Regions from separate parts of the Mus musculus genome. Here region 2 is linked to region 1. A link is a contact called in public promoter capture Hi-C data. All regions are on one chromosome and are shown on one strand. Each heading gives the region's core, a stretch centred on a gene start, on an enhancer-like site or on the middle of the called end of the contact. The rest is flanking DNA. Distances are from core to core; before and after follow the strand shown.

What was found. Promoter capture Hi-C pulls out the DNA fragments that hold promoters and counts their contacts.
Region 2: a promoter capture Hi-C map of pre-B cells shows a contact between it and region 1, with 2.7 times the contacts expected there. The contact joins the promoter of Zfp658 here to the promoter of 1600014C10Rik in region 1. A contact is called at or near these places in 4 of 39 promoter capture datasets (cranial neural crest, frontonasal cranial neural crest, pre-B cells and 1 more).

The regions. Positions count from the first base shown.
Region 1 is chr7:38,181,440-38,187,961 of GRCm38.p6, forward strand. It overlaps 1600014C10Rik (RIKEN cDNA 1600014C10 gene), which reads left to right and starts at 2,348. Exons shown (of 4, transcript NM_028166.3): 1 at 2,348-2,460. It overlaps D530033B14Rik (RIKEN cDNA D530033B14 gene), which reads right to left and starts at 2,343. Exons shown (of 1, transcript NR_165180.1): 1 at 1,133-2,343.
Region 2 is chr7:43,559,438-43,565,959 of GRCm38.p6, forward strand. It overlaps Zfp658 (zinc finger protein 658), which reads left to right and starts at 2,933. Exons shown (of 5, transcript NM_001008549.2): 1 at 2,933-2,984; 2 at 5,177-5,406. The coding sequence starts at 5,347.

The sequences.
Region 1 (6,522 bases), core at 1,098-3,597:
GAAATGAACGTGGATGCTGGAACTGAACTCAGGTCCTCTAGAAAAGGAGGAAGTAGTCCTAACCACTGAGCCTTTTCTCCAGCCTCAGAGAGCTTATATTTTGGTCCACAGACAGGAAGCAGAGAGCACACTGGGTATGTCATCAGTCTTTTAAAACCTCAAAATCCACCCCCAGTGACACACTTCCATCAACAAGGTCACTTCTCAAAACAGTTCTACCAACTGGGGACCAGATAGTCAAACATATGAGCCTATGTGGGCTAATCTCATTTGACCACCAGGTTGAATTGTTATTGTCCCGAAAAGACTTGGAGTCCTAACTCTGTCACTGTGTATCTAACTGTCTTAGTTAGGGATTCCTTGCAGCTAGAAGACTGTCCTCCCCTCCCCCGCCCCCACCACACATCCATGCAGCAATAGAGAAGATTAACACTGTAAGCCAAGGGTTATCGAAGACTGGTAACTTTACCAGAAGCTAAGAGAGACAGAAAGGAATCTTTCCTACAGGCTCAGGGGAGTGTCAGGGGAGTCCCTTCAAGTTGCTGTAACAACATAGCAAGGATAGGGAATTTGAGCTACTGAACCAATTTCTTTGGAGACAAGGAAGTCCAAAATTAAGATACCAGCAGGTTTCAGGTCTAGTGTAGCTAAGCACTTCATAGATGGAGGAAGGGGACAATAAGCTCCCTTGGGCTTCTTATATGAGGCCACTAGTCACCTCCCAAAGGTCCACTACTAAAGACTTTCAGTGTGTGAACTTGGGGATAGGAAGGAAGAAAGTTGAGGGAGGGTCTCCATCTGCAGCCTAGGCTGGCCTCAAACCCTGATGGATTTGCTTGTTTGTTTGAGACAAGGTTTCACTATGTAGCCTGGGTCAGCTAGAATTCTCTTTGTAACCAGGCTGGCTCCAAACTCATGAGATTTGTTTGTTTCTGTCTCCCAAGTGCTTCGATTAAAGGTGTACACCCCTGCACCTGGTAGCTAGCCTCAAATTGTTGAGCTTTCTGCCTCAGAAGGAGCTCTATCTGAGTAACAGGATTGTGGATGTACACACACCTACTGTGCACCTCTTTCACAGACGGCCTCAGCCGCTACTGGCTGTCTAGGAACACTTCTAGGTGTCAGGGTGATAATTTTAGGGCTTTATTCATCGTCGGTGTGGATGTCTTATAGCCTAGTCTCTATTCTCCACTGAACTTTCCTGTTCCCATCATTGCTACATACTTCTGATATTTAGGCAAAGGAGAAAACAAGCGAGTCCGGTTCTCGACCTTGCCACCAGAGGGCGCTGCCCGCGGGGGACATTGAAGCGCCTCACCTCATAGCTCCACAGAGAGCAAGGAGCTAATCTATTCTTAGCCTCAGTTAACTTTGGCTCTTGAAAGTCACCCAAACTCGGGCAAAAGCTCCTACTCGAAAACGCACAGACTTTTCCACTCCAGCCAGGAGAATCTTGATGTTAAAAGGGGTTCGAGGCCTTCTAAGAAGACAGAAAAGAAGAAATAATATGGCCCTGCACAGATCATCTGTATGCCCGCAGCAGCTCTCCACCCCCACCTGGCAGATCGCGCTAGGGGCCACTTGGACCTAGACTGGAGTTCGCTCGCCACACTCTCTATTTGGGTGGCATTGGCTAGCCCAGTCCCTCTGTATCTAGTTTGTCACTGACAACCGTGCGTACTCAAGACTTTGCTCAGGGTTAAAGTTCAGTATTGGGAGAGATACCAGATTTGGCATATTTTCAGGCCAGCCCTAGAGTCCTTGGGACCAGGGGGCGGGGACTGCTCCCTAGGCCTCTCTGGATTTTTCTGTTACTCTGCTCTCTTTCTGAGTGGCTCCCTTTGCCCTGCAAGTGGAGTGGGCTCTGTTCTGGTCTTAGGAGGTCTGAAAGCTATACCAGCCCCTGCGCGTCCCACGCAGGCCCCAGCGTTAATTAACCAGCAGTCGCTCCTGACAGCCAAGCCCCTCTATCATCTCCCAGGTCCAGGACCCTGTGGGAGAAAGGGTCCGGCAAGTCACAGACCCAGCCAGCGCAAAGGGCGATCGAGGAGAACCTTCCAGGAACCGTCCCAGATCCTAAACGTGAGGTTGGGCACTGAGTGGGGTGGCCAGGCGGAGAGGAAGTGGGGGCAGCGGGTCCTCGCGACACAGAGTCCCCTCCCAGATGCTCCCCATTTCCGCAGGCACAGAGCTTCCTAGCCTGGGTCTTGGTGTCAGTCAATCAGACGCTGGGGCGCGGAAGGGACGCCTCGCCCCGCCATCAAGATCTTTCCCCAGGCCTGTCCCATCTTGAGGACCCAGACTCATGGGGACCCAGAGCTCGGCGACCCGGAAGGCCGGCGGAGCCGGAAGGTGGGAGGGCGGAGCCAGGGTGGCGGTGGCCTGTGAACGCCTCTCTGGAGCTGGCAGAGCAGAGCCGGCCTCAGTGCCTTGGCGGTCCCAGACTCCAGCTCGGTAAAGGTGCGCGCGGGGAAGCCGGGGTCTGCGAAGCCGGTCGGGGACCCTACGGTGTCAGGCCCAGTGCTAGAGCTGTTCATCTCAATGCAAAGGACCTGAGACACTGAAGGCCTAAGCTGCAGCGCCGAGGTTGGAGTAGTCAGCAGCTCCGTGCGCTTCCAGCCGCAACCTGGATGCTTGGGAGTGCGCGTGCGCGGTGCGGTGTCTTCCCACAGTTTATGCCTTCTGCCTAGCGGACTGCTGTGCTTGGCCCAGAGAGGGAGGAAATCTGGGCTCTAGCTTAGGGATGGCCAGGAATGAATGTCAGGGGATCAAAGGGCCAGATTAATTGGAGCTGTTGTTGAAAAACGTTCTTCTATGACTAAGTAGATAAGGTGCATGCATGGCCGGGTGCAGAGGGCACGGTGCTGCTGAGTGATGGGTGTCAGTTAACTCTGCGAGCTATGTAGCGAACCTACCACTGACCACTTCTGATCTTTCAAGAGAAATTAGGAAGATCTAAGATATATGTAAGATTGTATTATTGCTGTTAGTTTGAGACTGGGTCTCACTATGTAACCTTCACTGGTCTTGATCTGGGAGTCCTACCATAGCCTCCCCCATGCTGGGGTTATGGGAGGGAGCCAGCACACCCTCGATATCTTCTTATTTTTAAATACCAACAATCAAGTAAGTAAACAACTTAGTAGGCTGGAAGAACAGGGTGATGAACTTCACAGAGGACAGAGTACAACTGGGGAATTCCAGACAGGGGAGCAAATATTGCTATTTGGCCAAAGACCTGTTTTCCACTCAGTTTCTGTTTGTTTCTCCCTGCAGCCTCCCCTTACCCACCCCCTACCCCTGACACATTTCCTCCCTCTACTCTGGGGATTTGAATCCCAGCTTCGTCTAAGATTGCTATAAAGAACATGGAGCCCCCTGTTACTCTGAGGCCTCCTCCTCTGTTCCTCACAACTTGATTGGACTCAGGTCAGGCTGCTGTCCAAAGGTTTGAGTTTTTCACCTCCTCTGTGTATGGGAGCCCTGCTGTCATCTTCCCTCCAGTCTGGGTGACTATAGGACATCAGGGCTCCCAGTTAGCTTTTGTCTTCCCTATGGCTGGCAGATGGACTTCCGGTGAACAGGACCTGTTTTGAGGACAGCATTATTGAAGTCGTTCTGCTCCCGTGGGAAGGTCCTGTCTTCTGCGCCCCCCATCTCTTCCTCGCAGACAGACAGAGGTGGCCCCTGGAAAGAGGAGAATGGGGCGTGTTACCTTTCAATTTCTTGAGCCTGAAGAATTCAGAAAGTGAAAGCTTTCACATAGACTCCAGGTCCCAAACCTTTCTTTCACCACAAAAGCCTGTTGCTGCCATAACTTCTGGAATTACTCTTCAGGAAACCTAGGCCAGCCTTGCCTTGCCTTGGAGACTGCAGAAGCCCAGCTGGGGCGGAACCTTTCTTGCCCGGCTCTCCTGCCCCCTGACACTTGCTAAGGAGCCTGGCTTGTCTTCTGGCAAAGGCTTGTCTGGGCGTGGTAGAGATTGAGAATGGCATGTGCATGTTGGAACCTTTTCTTTTCTGCTCCATGGGCTTTGACTTAATGTTATTCAGAGCAAATCTGGAGGTAGATAATTCTTTGAGTAGGTAATCAGGGGTAAGATGGGTGAGTCCAGTACTCATTCCCAGCTCCCTCCCCCCACCCTGCCCACACTTTTACATTCTGTAGTTTCGGCTACTCACAGCCAAGTAGTAAGTGAAAAAAAAATTCAGAAATGAACAGTTCATGAGTTTGAAATGCTATGCAAGTTTTAAGTCATGGGCTGTTCTATATGGTTAGAAATTTCATTCTGAGTAGTAGTAGTAGTAGTGATGAGCTCAAGTAACCTCGTTTTATTTAACAATGGCCCCAAAGCTTAGGAGTTACAAGGTCAAGAAACCAGAGCAAAAAGGCTGGCTGGACGGATTGACCGTACTTTCAAGCATCTGCTGGAGTCTCCCTGTGTGTTCCTTATGGATGAGGGGGCAGCTGTGTGCATCTCTGTCCTAACTCCTTCACATGCCTTGTCTTGTTAGGAAGCCACCTTTTTGAGAGTGCAGATTCTTATTCTGTGATTTGGACTGGTGCCTGTGCTGGTGCTGAAGCTGGCCCTCAGAACCAGAATGTCACAGGCCTTGTGCTTCCGAGTATGGGTGGTGTCCTGCAGTCCTCTGAGACCTGGGCTGCACCTGAACAACAACAACAACAAAAAACCCAAAAGCTGGCTGTGCACCAAAGCTAAACTAGGAAGTGCTTAGCTACTTTACAGATTGGGGGTGGGGTATTAGTCTTTTGAAAGGAAGGTATTCATCTAAAGTTTGTCAGCATGGATAAGGAAGTCAGAGATGATGGTGCACACCTACAGTACTGGGAACCCCATACAGAAGGTCCATGAGTTCCAGGTTAGCCTGGGTTACATAGTAAGTAAAGAAATCTCAAAAGGGGATGGGGGTGACAAAATTGGACATTTCCAGGACTAGAGCACAACATACAATGTCCAGAAGTTTTTTTTTTAAGATTTATTTATGTATATGACACTGTTGCTGTCTTCAGACACACTAGAAGAGGGCATCAAATCCCATTACAGGTGGTTGGTTGTGAGCCACCATGGGGTTGCTGAGAATTGAACTCAGGACCTCTGGAAGAGCAGTCAATGCTCTGAACTACTGAGTCATCTCTCCAGTCCCCCAGAAGTTCTTTAAAATAGCCCTTGTGACAGTATGGTGGCTCCGTGGGTTCCTTATAAGGGCCCAGAACTCCCAGAGTCTCAGAGACAATTTTACATGAAGAGATTTGGATTCTGCGGAGTTCTTGGGTATCAAGAAAAACCAAGCAAAGCCCAGGAGAATGTCAGCCTGTTGATGGTAGCCTGGGACTCCCTCAGGAAGTTCCCTCAGCTGACTAAGGCCTCAGCCTCCTGGGAGCAGGAAGCGTCTCTTGGAAGTGTCACATCTGCTGCTTTTTCTCAGCAGCCTTATGAGGTGGCCTCTCAGCGTGTGGTCTCTCCTTACCTACTACTCCCTCTGTGGGGCACAGTCCACCTCACCTATGGCAATGCCTCTATCCCTCACTTCCCAGCCAGCAAGGCAATGCGTCCTGATCCTAGCAAACTGCTCGTAGGCTCACTGTTCTTCAGGGCTGCCTGTGGTTTCCTGTATCTTGCAAGCCCATGGTTTCCTGTATCTTGCAAGCCCCCGGGTGGCTCTTGTTTTGAGACATGGTCTCTTGCTCTGTAGGGCAGGCAAGCCAGATCTCACTGTGTAGCCCAGGCTGGCCTCAGACTCATCTGACCTTTCTTCTACTTCCTGAGTGCCAAAATTGGGCCTATGAGCCACCATGCCAAGCAGCCAGCCTCTGGAGATCTTTCAGTTATTTTGTTCTATGATTGTTTCATCTCGGTAGTTTATACTGTTCCTGGTTTTCTTTATTATTAATTAACTAAGTAATCATTATTCTTTTTATCTTGGTAGAGAGTCTAGCTATCTAACCCAGGCTCTCCACGGGCTCATAATCCTCCTGCTTTAGCTTCCCAAGTACTGAGTATTGCCTTGTGGTACCATGCCTAGCTCTTGTCTCTGCCTGTAATGTCCCAACAGGGTCCACAGTGCAGAGTCAATCACTCTGCATCCCTCTTGCTCATCCTTTACAAGGACCTAGCCTATAAATGGTCTCTCTTCATCTTTCTTTTCTTTTCTTTTCTTTTCTTTTCTTTTCTTTTCTTTTCTTTTCTTTTCTTTTCTTTTCTAAGTATTGTTCATGCCAAACATATTGTCTCCCATGTAGAATTGTACTTTCAGCCCCATTTTCACTCCATATTAAAGCTAAGTATCTGACTATTGGCTTCAGGCTCAGCAGGCAAGTGCCAGTGTGGCTCAGAATCTTGTCCTTTCCCCACTTTCTTGCTTGGCTCAGATACCTTGTCACATCAAGAGGCCATCTGGATTTGGCTTTTCCTGTTCCTGACAGCCTTTATACATTGAAGGTTTCGTGAGCCACTTTGGAAGTGTGTTTGTGTGAGAGGTCAGGTTAGCTTGGTAGGAGCA
Region 2 (6,522 bases), core at 1,683-4,182, 5.4 Mb after region 1:
TCACCAAAGTCTCCTCACAGCAGCTGTTGAGGCGAAGCCCTTTCAGCTCCCCTCATAATTCCTTTATAATACTAGAGAAAATACTTCCTGAGAAAAGGGCCCCACGACATTCTTTCACACACATATCTCTAGTCCCAGAGTCCTCAATCTTTTAACTTTTCCATGTAATAGCTACTCATTGAAAGCTGAGCATCTAGAAATAGTAATTTGGACATTTCAGGCAAAATCAAATCCTGTTAAATGGATTCCATTTGTTTCTATTCCAGTGTGACTACTAGAATCTCTGAATTAATTTGCAGCTCCATTTGAACTTCCACTTGAGAGCTCTGGCCTAGAAACATGGCCAGATTATAGTTTGATGCCTTTTTCCTCCATAATCAATTCAGTGTGTATAGCATGCATGCTTTATTGCACCCCACCAGGTCATCTTGCCCTGCTGATATTGAAATTTATTACTACATCCAAGTTGTATTACTCAGTACACTATAAAGTGTACACTACACTACAAAGATCTCAGTACAGTGTTACCTTCCTGGTTTAGAGACCATTGGTGAGCAGAAAAGTGTTACTATTGTAACCTCCATTCAGGCTGCACTTATTGTCTCCAGTCCTTCTGCAATGCAGATCTGGCCACCATCCAATCTTCACTTAGCCTTACCTTGATTCCTGTAGGAAAGCTAATCCTTTTGAAGTATGTCTATGATCATCTCAGCCTTGTACTTAAAATGCTTATGTGGCCATTCACTCCGCTCCTCTCTGGGACTTAGCTCAGTTGGCAGAATGCTTGCCCAGGGAGAAACCCTGGGCTTGATATCCTGCACTGCATACATTATACTCCTGTAATCTAACCACGCAGGAGGTGGAGGCAGGAGGATCAGAACTTGAGCTGATCTTTGGCTTCACAGGAAATTTGAGGCTAACCTGGGGCACATAAGACCCTATTTATAAATAAATAATTGCTTATGCTCTTTCACAGTCATTTCCAGCTCAGCTCCTTCTTTGGGATTTGGGTGACACCTATAATCTCACCATCACGGGACCTCCTCTCTCACATGCAGCTCCAGGAATTTATTATGAACTTCCTTATTTATCCACCCTCACTTCCACTCTTTTCTGGAAAATTCTGTTCTCCACCTCATGCTTAAAACATCTCAGGTCCAATTTAAGGTGTTGTGCCCTGAGTACTGTAGCAACTACTTCCAGGTACCTAATTTACCCTCCTAGACAGTTTGTTTTGTATACATTTCTGTTATTTCTTTTAATATAGCATCTCACTGTGTAGCCCTAGCTGGCCTGGAACTCACTGTATAAACCAGGCTGGTCTGGAACTCACAAAAATCTGCTTACCTCTGCCTTCCAAGTGCTGGGATTAAGGTTGTGTTCCACCATGCCTGACCTACAATGTTTTTCAGGGTATCTGTGGTTCAGCCTCCTGATGCATGGGGTGGTTTTATGGTATGGACAGGGCAACTTCCTCAGCTGCCCATTAGGTCAGTCTCATGGAGCACAAAGAAGGAGAGGCATACAGTTTCAGCTTCTTTTGTGCTTCATCACCTCCACAGGGCAAGTGCTCCATCTTCCTGGTGGACTGACTGTGACTCAGGCTGCAAGACAGATGGGCACTGTACCACATTTACAGCCTAGAGAGGTCATAAGCATAAGGAGAGAGCCTGTGGAAGAGCAAGGTGGTGCCCGGGAGGCAATAAGTGCGTGTGGGTATCAATCATATGCTAAGATGTAGCAGAGAATCGATCAGAAGTTGATATTTGCATATTAACTTTTATGTGGTTTAATATAATTTGGCATGTGGTGATGGGTGGCTGAGACTACTTTTTGGGACCCCCGGAGCTGTATCTTTGGACACAAAACCCTGGTCACAAGAGCACCAGTACTATAATTTGTTCTCAAGACAATCAAAATCATATGTGAAGCTAGGCATGATGGCATATCCCCCCCACCCCCCAGCCCTGGAAAGCAGAAGCAGGGGATCATACCATGTTCAATGCTATACTCTTGTCTACACAGAACTAGAGAACGCTAACCTGAGATACTGCACACAATCGTTCATTTTGTTCAGATATTCGACTTTGGCCTATGGATTTATTCCCTCTACTGTACTGCACGTTTTCGTCATCAATTGATCTCTCACCATTTATCATTATCTCCCTCTCCACCTTCCTCTACACTATTTCTTATATATGCAAAACACACAATAAATAATGAAGAATTAAAATAAAAACACTTGTCATTGACAACAGATTTTCTCCACCTCTGGTCCCCATGAAAAGCCTCAGTGTCACATTTATTTCAGACCTTCATCTTTAAAGATTCCACATGGCTTCAATTCCCATTTCCCAACAAACCTAGTTTTTTTTTTCTTTATATTTATTAATTTATTTTTTATTTACTTCTTAGTTTAGAGGAAAAAAATCTTTTAAGTCCCTGAGAATATACAGAAAAAAAAATGGTATTTTTAGTAATATGCAGCATCCCGGTCTCTTGGAAATAACTGATATACACGTATAGGTAGGAAGTAAAATCCCCTGAAAATATGAGACAGCCTTGGACTTTCACTGTGTCACAGTCCACAAGCTTTGCCTGCTTATGTGCACACTGTGATGGTGGTCCCTGTATCATTGTATTGTGGGAGTGGCCATGACAGCTCCTAAAGGAACAGAAACTACAGGAAGATCCAAGTGAAGTATTGGCAAGTTGTAGCGTCACAAATAGTAGCGCGCATGCGCTTCGCCAGCCTCCACAAGGGGAAAAAAGGGGGTGTGGGAGGGTGGCGAAGAACACTGATTCGCAGTAAACGGAAGTGGTCTCGAGCGGTCATATCCGCTTAAATCTCCGCGCAGATCAGTTCTGTTATTGTTGCCCGCACTCCAGGAGAGTTTGGATTCTAACACTGAGGGCCCGGGGGCGGAAGTCGCAGGGAGGGACACTGCGCGTCCTGTGCAGAGTTCTCTGCATTGTTGTGAGAGGTGAGCGGCAGGGGCGCAGGGAGGATGCTGTGCTGTTGAGCGCTGATTTGTGTTGAGTGACAGCTGACACAGCTACTGGAGGGATGCCCTGGTTGAGCTGGGGTGGGAATCCTATGGGAGTTGGGAGAGCAGGGTTGCTGAGAGAGACAGACAGTGCAGCCAGCTACCGCAAGCCTGGGGCTAGCGTCTCTGAGGGCGATCGCGCTGCTTTCTAGTAGTAGCCTGCGAGAAGAGAACAGGCAGATACAAATGGAAAATGAGATTATTTGTGGTTTGGGCTTAATTTGGGAAAGCCAGCCATTCTCGGTCAGCCTGTGGCTTCTGCCTGCGGAACTAATACTAAGAACACGTGGAACAAAAGCCAGGGGATTTGCATATGCAAAGAGGGCACAGGCATCGGAGCTGCAAGTTGAGCCTTTGTGCAGGTAGCAAGGCTTGTAAAACAGGACCTTTTCGTTCCCAGCATGTAGTCTCCTGTAGAGAGCTAGCGCTGCAAAGCAAACGTTTAAAAGGCAAATCCTAATCCCCGGGCCGTTTTATGTGAGGGCTGGGACATGAGGCGGGTCAATGCTGCCTCTGCTGAGACCATATGGTCACAATAAGAGTCAGTGATTGGCACTTGAGCAGAAGGACCCTGTGTCCTTATTGGAGGTTGTATGTTCCTTGGGTATCACTATTGAGTTTATTGAAGATTCTCTGGAAACTAGTAAATTGTCATCTTGGCTGCCAAAGTAATAACGTTCTGGGGAACTAGGTATGCCCATTTTAACCCCGTGGTTAAATTAATCCTGTGGTCAGTCCACTTATCAGAGGTTACTTAAAGTCCAGAATGACAGTGAATATGTCCTGTGTACCATAAAAACATTGTGGACAAGGGAGAAATGTTTTGTGTCGAGGGCCTGGTGTTTATGTGCAGGGTTTCCAAGTCAGGGAAGGGATTGAGCCATTGAATTTAAGGAAGAGAAACAGGATGTCAATGTGGGCATAGATGAAAACGAAAATGTCTAGACAGGCACAGAGAGCCAGGAGTGGCCATCACCACACCACACTGCACCACATCTCTGCTCTCAGAAGGAGAAAGGGTTCTGGGTGCTGGGCACACAGAGACCGCCCGAGATCATGGGCACTGGGTGTGGTTTAGAGTAGGGAAGGAACGGGACTGGTCCTGCTCTTCCTCTTAGGGTGTGTTCTGGAACAGCCCATAAGCTTAGTTGTCATTTCTGAGAGAGAAATGGTTGTATCAATGCTGGTGGCATGCTTAAAAGAGCTCTCGTGAGAGCTGGGCACAATGGCGCACACCTTTAGTCCCAGCACTCAGGAAGCAGAGAGCCGCAGGCCAGCTACAGCAACACAGTGAGGCCATGTCTCAAAAAGTTGGGGACTGGGGAGGGCTGTGTCTGAACAGCTTAGCAAAGCTCAGAAAAAGGAGCAGCCTGAGCAGCTTGCTCGTTCTCATGTGTCTTTCTGTGTGGGTTCTGAGGGCAGGCTGAGCGTCATATCACTGCAGATCCCCAGTGCCCATGGTACACACCTGCGCCCTCACTGTGGCATCAGCGAGGTTAATTCCTTATCTCCTCACAAGTCAAAGGTACAGCAGCTGCAGTGAATCCTTCCTAACTATCGTGTTTGGCGTGTAATTCAGGGAAGGGGAGTTGTTTGGGGTTTTGGCATGTGTGTTGTATGTAGTCTATGCATGTGGGTGTGGGCATAGGTGCGAGTCTGTAAGTGCACCTGCACTGAGGCCAGAGTAAGCTACTGAGTGTCGTGTTCCATCACCCCAGCCTTATTCCCGTGAGGTTGGGTCTGTTGAGGTTGGGTCTGTCGCTGAACCTGGAGCTAGGCGGATAGCCAGTGAGCCCAGAGGTCCTCCTCTCTTTGTCCCACACAGCACTGGACTTACAGGCATTTGTAGCCAAGCCTGCCTTTTTCAGATAGCTAGGTATTTGAACTCAGGGCCTCTCGTTGGTGCAGCAAGCTCTCTTACCCACTGCGCCATCTTCCCAGACCCCAGATTATGGTGTTTGGGTTTTCTTTGTCATCACCCTGGTCAATACCAGACAGGGCTTTTCTGAGTATTATCTGTTCTAGCATGTCTACACTGGGCATGTCTTGGGCACTTAGAAACTCATGGGCAAATGTTGGCTGAGGATACAAGGTCATTCCCTCACTGGGGCTTTCTGCTGTCTCTTTAGGTCAAAGGCAGGCCACATCAGCCAGGCTGGGGGATTTTTCTACCTCACCACAGCTGGCCTCTCTGCTCAGCTGCTCTCCTGGGAACCTCTAGCCACTCAACCAGCTTCCAGTTCCTGAGAAAAATTGCATCTGCCAGCAAAGAGGCAAGAGAGGAAACATACCTGCTGACATGAAATTGTCCCAGAAGGCCCAGAGACTGCACCCACAGGAGCAGGAAGGGTCCCGTGAGGTAAGCAGCAGCTGCCGAGGGCCCAGTTCTCTAAAACTGGAGGACAGACATGGGAAGTAGCAGATCCTGGGCTCCTCCAGCTAAGAGCAGAGCACAGGGGCCAGTGCTCCTGTACCTCCTAGTCTGTCATGTCACTCATTGTCCTGCCTCCTGGTGCTTAGGTAGATGCAGCCCTCAAACCTGTGCCCCCCCCCCCAATATCCTCAGTCCTGTATCTTCTTGTCCCATTTCATAGCCACTGTAATTTTGTGAGTCTCTTGAAGGAGTTCATTTGCCATGGATTCGTAGCGGGTAAGTCTTAGAGATGAGTGACTGAGGATGCCTTGCCAAAAAATAAGATCCATACTGTTTATGGCTCTAGAGGCAGTGAGACCTGGGAGAATGGAGCCAAGAAATAAGGCTGTCTTAGTTAGGGTTTTGCTGCTGTGAGCAGACACCATGACCAAGGCAACTCTTATGAAGACATTTAGTTGGGGCTGGCTTACAGGTTCAGAGAATCAGTCTATTATTCTGAAGGCGGGAACATGGCGGCACCCAGGCAGGCATGGTGCAGGCAGAGCTGAAATCTTCATCTGAAGGCTGCTAGCAGAATACTGGCTTCTAGGCAGCTAGGATGATGCTCTTAAAGCCCACACCCACAGTGACACACCTACTCTAATAGGGCCACACCTTCCAATAGTGCCTGCCACTCCCTGGGTAGAACATACATAAACCATAACAGAGGCCGACTAAAGTCTCATGCAGTGACCAACTTTATTCCAAGCATCAGACAATTTATATTCAGAGGGCTTAAGGGGAGTCACATGTGTAAGGTGTGTCTAATCACAAGGGCAAGGTTTATGGGGCAGACAAGCCACACACAGCAAAACCATGTTTTTCCAGAGACACGTAAACAAATAACAATACCCAGTTGTAATGAGTAACCTGAAGTAAATTCACTCCTATCCACTTGACCTGGAAGGAGCATGAAAACCCATTCCAAGGACAACTCCATAGTTTTTGAAGAAACTGAGGTCACAGATCTTGTCTGCTCACAAGCATTCAGACTTCTCACACAGCTCCATGACTGGACAAGATTCTTCCAGTATACCATACATGCCATTACTTATATATGAA